2 separate regions of the Danio rerio genome follow, and region 1 is linked to region 2. Evidence: chromatin contacts called from public Micro-C data. All regions are on one chromosome and are shown on one strand. The core of a region is the stretch at or near the end of the contact, and the rest is flanking DNA. Distances in the headings are between cores, read along the strand shown.

Evidence for each region. A called contact is a pair of places that touch in the nucleus more often than the background predicts.
Region 1: a contact with region 2 is called in a Micro-C map of caudal fin, with 1.7 times the contacts expected there. The contact joins two enhancer-like sites. A contact is called at or near these places in 2 of 18 Hi-C or Micro-C datasets (caudal fin and hematopoietic stem cells).

The regions. Positions count from the first base shown.
Region 1 is chr2:10,903,223-10,905,922 of GRCz12tu, forward strand. It overlaps ccdc18 (coiled-coil domain containing 18), which reads right to left. Exons shown (of 28, transcript NM_001365136.1): 25 at 1,467-1,604; 26 at 1,179-1,391. Among named protein-coding and RNA genes, the nearest start is that of scinlb, 30 kb to the left of the region's middle. Within about 2 kb of position 1,324, at least 4 of the 62 cell types and tissues checked have an H3K27ac peak or open chromatin away from gene starts, as enhancers often do. A contact at or near this core is called in caudal fin, where this site is marked.
Region 2 is chr2:10,857,736-10,860,435 of GRCz12tu, forward strand. All of the region lies in intron 2 of scinlb (scinderin like b), which reads right to left. Among named protein-coding and RNA genes, the nearest start is that of scinlb, 15 kb to the right of the region's middle. Within about 2 kb of position 1,421, at least 7 of the 62 cell types and tissues checked have an H3K27ac peak or open chromatin away from gene starts, as enhancers often do. A contact at or near this core is called in caudal fin, where this site is marked.

The DNA.
Region 1 (2,700 bases), core at 74-2,573, 45 kb after region 2:
GGGTAATTAGGCAAGTTATTGTATAACAATGGTTTGTTCTGTAGACTATCGAAATAATATATAGCTTAAAAGGGCTAATAATTGTGACCTTAAAATGGTCTTAAAAAGATTATAAACTTATTTCAGCCGAAATAAAATAAACAAGACTTTCTCCAGAAGAAAAAAAAAAATCAGACATACTCTGAAAATTTTCTTGCTCTGGTAAACATCATTTGGGGGAAAAAAAAAAAACAATTCAAAGGGGGGGCTAATAATATTCACTGTATATATATATACATACTATATATTATATATATATTTTTTAAACTGTATATAATTATTGTTTTATTTATATTAAAATGTAATATATATATTTATTTATTTTTATTGCCAAATTATCCACAAATTTCTGAGAATAACCACCACAAAGTCATTTTTATAGCAAAAAATGTGAAAAGTAAGGGTGTCTGAAAATTAAACAGTTTCTGTTTGTTTTATCATTACACTTTTCTTTTCTGAATACTGTTACTACTCCGAGGTTACTTATTATTGTGGTGTAAGAACTACATGTTTACAAAATTGTAAGTATTTGTTGTGATATGACTAGTGTGAACTAATTACAGAAATATGTACGTTGCAGAGAGAAGCAGGTCACTGTGGATCTATAAACCAATTGCATTTATATTTGCATATATGTGTATTTATAATTTATATTATTATTATTATTATTATTATTATTATTATTACTACTACTACACACTTTAAATATAAATGACATTTTTATTTTACAGCAAAACATTACAATGGTCATTTTAAAAGTCTGTAAAAATATTACAAATATAATATTACAGATAAATATTAACAGTTTGTATAAACTTACAAAATGTTCACTTAATATTAATAATTAGTTAGAATTTGTCCAAATTCTGCAAAATAAATAAATAAATAAATAACAAAGAAAATTTTAAATCTATTTTTTTAAAACTTTTTTTTAATAAGATTTTATTTATTGTAAGTGCTGTAAGTTTCTCAATAAAATTGTATTTATTGTAAGTGCTTTCCTTGCACTAAATGTACTAAACTTAAGTGTAAAAAACTTTTATACGAGCCTTGGGATAAACAGTTCATCAAGTTTGCATTGTTTGCATTAAATTGTTTTCTGAAATGAAGTTGATCACACCCTACAATGAGTCACGCACCTTGATAAGCAGGTTCTCATTAGCATTCTGCAGGAGCTGTTCTTTGTTGTGAAGCTCAGCGTGTAGGCGCGCAGAGGTAGACCTGGCCTCCTCCAGCTGATCTCTGGCCTGTTGCAGCCGCTGGCTCAGCTGCTCCCCAGAGTTACGCAAACTGCTGGAGATCTGATCCGACACCATCAGCAGCTGCCCACGCGTCTGCTGCAGGGCTGAAAGCTGTGAGAGTGAAAAAGAAAGGGTCAGGTCCAGCAAAACAGACCAGCCAGAACCAAGATGAAACTTTCTGTGCACCTCTTTGCGGTGCTCTTCCCTCTGCTGCTCAAGCTCCTGCTGCAGAGTGGAAACACTGGCCTGGAGTCTGACCTCGGCTTGTGCGGAGCGTTTCTCCATCACACACAACTCCTCTCGCAGCTGACCCACTTCATTCTCCTGCAGAAAAACAACAAGAGGGTTAAAAAATGCAACGAGAGGCGCCTCACGAAAAGAAAACTAAACAATGAACTTTCCTGGAATGGTGCGTCAGAGCTTGTGATATTACACATATCTGTTCTTAAAAAAACGTAAAGTTATGTAGGCGTGAAATATGGCCTAAGGTGCCGATTTCAGTTCTGCAAATGCAATATGGCTCTGCATTAACGTACAGGGCATTCAATGTATCAATGGTCTTGACACTGGAGGGTTGTTGCTAAAAGGGATACAGCTCCAGGCAGAAGTTAACAAGAACTATTTACTTACTTTACTATTATTTGTTCAATTAACCATTACATTGTGTTTATTAACATCTCCCTCATACCCCAACCCTAAACCTAAACAGAAACATAACAATAGTCATTGTTGTACAGCGTCTCAAAAATACCGCTGTATTGACTGTTAGTACTAAATTTAGTTATAGTAACTAATAACCATAACTTTTATGAATTTGATTGCAATGCAATAGTGTGCACCATTTGTAAAGCTGCTTTAAAATAATAATTATTGTGAAAAGTGCTAAACTTGAATTAAATTGAGGGCTGCATGGTGGCGCAGTGGGAAGCACGATCGCTTCACAGCAAGAAGGTCGCTGGTTCGAGCCTCGGCTGGGTCAGTTGGCTTTTCTGTGTGGAGTTTGCATGTTCTCCCCGTGTTCGCATAGGTTTTCTCCAGGCTGCTCCGGTTTCCCCCACAAGTCCAAAGACATGTGCTCTTGGTGAATTGGGTGAGATAAAATTGTCCATATTGAATGAGTGTGCATGGATGTTTACCAGTGATTGGTTGTGGCTGGAAGGGCATCCGCGGTGTAAAACATATGCCGGATAAGTTGGCAGTTCATTCCACTGTGGCGACCCCAGATTAATAAAGGGATTAAGCCGAAAAGAAAATGAATGAATGAATGATTTGAATTGAATTGAATGTCTTCACCTCCAAGTATCCTCAGCTGTATCTACTCTAGACTTTTCATGCTGGAGCGCATGACATCAGGTACTTTTTCCGCACAGAGTTGATGTTTTTTCAACTGCAGGCACACAAAGCACTCCATCAAAAACGC
Region 2 (2,700 bases), core at 171-2,670:
ATAAATAATATGAAAAATTCTCATTAACTTCCGGTCGCAGCTGTATCCCTTTTAGGAACAAATGTGTGAATGGCAATGGAACGGGACGAAGTGCCCTTCAGTGCATGAAGGGATAATGTTTCATGCAATGCTGCTATTATTGTTTAATTTGTATTTTAATGATCAAACATCTGATCAGTTTTGCATAGGTCAATTCATGCTGTAAAATGTCACGTCATTTCATTTCCAAATAAAAAAAAACAATGACTATACTACCTAATTAAAGTCTTGCCGCCTGACTTCTGGATAATCAATTGGTATCAGAAATGGTTTATATGAAGGCCCCTAGAATACGCTAATTTTACCAAAATGAAATATGATCAAAGAAAGTGTTCTTGCAGGACTTGCAGAGTTCATCAAGATTCTTTAGATTCATCTTCAATGCACCCTCCTTCATATTACCCAAAACATGCTCAATAATGTTAATATCTGGTGACTGCGCTGGCCAATCCTGGAGCACCTTGTGCTTCTTTGCTTTCAGGAACTTTAATTTGGAGGCTGAAGTATGAGAAGGAGCTATCCTGCTAAAGAATTTCCCCTTTCCTGTGGTTTGTAATGTAATGGGCAGCACCAATGTCTTGATACCTCGGGCTGCTGAATGTAACCCCAAACCATGATTTTTTCCTTCACCAAACTTAACTGATTTCTATAAGAATCTTGGGTCCATGTGGGTTCCAATAGATCTTCTGCAGTATTGGTGATGATTGAGATGCAGTTCAACAGATGATTCATCAGAAAACTCTACCTTCTAGAAGTCAAGTTATTATTTGTTGCTCTTACAACTGGGATCAACGACAAGACTTTTGTCAGATAGTGTATATTTGTTAAACCAAAACCACTACTAAAATACATTTAAAAAGTATTAAATCTGATCTGATGCTACTTTTAAAACATTCCCCTGCTTCTTTATCAAGCAATCTCATTTAATTGGCCCCAAAACACCAAACTATAACACTGGCGATGGGTTTCTTCTCCTTGCTGGAAGCTTCTGTCTGTAAAAAAAATAATGTCCTACAGCTTACAGGAAAACTTAAACTGAGCTCTCCTGCCAAGCAGCATTGGCAGTCTATATATGTTTTGGTAAAATAATCACCAAGTGAAAACCCCAACGAGGCCACATGGAGCACATTATGTATTTTTTCCACTCCGTGTCCTCAAATAAACCTTTTCTTCTCACACTAATGCTGCAGTCAAGCGTCTGAGAACAACCATGATTTGGAGCGAGTCTGCCAGCATAGCTAGTGCATTTAACCCACTGGGTGGAACAGAAACCACACCTCAGTGATCATTCTCAGAAACTAAACAGGACACACACCGGTCTCAGCAGTCTGAAAGCCAACGTTTGATATACTGCCACATAAACAAGAGAAGACACACTGGATTCTGTTGAGGTGAGTAAGTGCCACAAAGTGAAGAATGCCATCCATACTGTACACTGAACATAGTTCTCCTCAGGGGAAGGAGGATTGCTATTTATGCAATTAGTCTATGACTCAGCATACTGCTTATTTACAAGAACATTATCAGCAATTTTTAACCTTGTTATATTTAATAACACATTGTTCTGTGTGGAGTTTGCCTGTTCTCCCTGTGTTGGCATGGGTTAACTCTAGCTGTTCCAGTTTACCACAGAGTAAAAGACATGCACAGAATTAAATCAACTAAATTGGCCGTAGTATATGAGTGTGAATGTTAGAGTGTATGGGTGTTTCCTAGTACTGGGTTGCAGCTCTGGGTTGTTCTCCCCGTGTTTGTGTGGGGTTCCTCCCGGTGCATCGGTTACAGTCCAAAGACATGTGGTATAGGTGAATTGAATAAGCTAAGTTATGCGTAGTGCATAAGTGTCTGTGTTTTCTAATGTTGGGTTGCAGCTGGAAGTGCATCCGCTGTGTAAAACATATACTGGATAAGTTGGTGGTTCGTTCTGTTGTGGTGACCCCTGATGAATAAAGAGACTAAGTTGAAGGTGAATGAATGAATGAATGAATGAATGAGATACAGTATCAATACATTATAAAAAATTCTGGGTTGTCATAATCCAAAGTTGGGTCAAATATGGATAAAACTAACCATTGGGTAAAAAGTGTTTTATTATTATTATTTAATTTAATTGAAAAAAATGTCCATATTTGACCCAACCAGCATTTTTTTAGTGTGTATTGCTGTTGCACCAATGTCGGACTACAGTGAGTGTGAAACTGATATTCAACATTTGGTGGAGTTAAGATTACACAGGTGTTTGCAAACCTGTTTTTGCATTTTTCACAGAAGATACATTTTGCATAAGCTGCATCAATTTTCTGAGAAACATCTGTCTCACTACCTTGCATACAGCATATATACCAGGGGTGTCAAACATAGGGGCCGCGGGCTAGATCAGGCCCACAAACGGGTTTAATCCAGCCCGCGAGATGATTCTGTAAAGAATAAAAATGAGCTGCAAGTTTTCAATAAAAGAAACTGCTGTTCCAATTGTGTCCACTGGATGCAACAGCATAAAAGCAAACTGTTCATTTCATCCGATCCAGAAGCCTGAATCACTGCCTTTTCAGAGAGAAAGACCACTATGCCCTGCCATTTGACACTAAGGTGTTCTCACGAGAACAGGTAAGTATTTTCCGATTTGCCAGTTTAGTGGCTATTTCGTACAAGTTCAGTCAT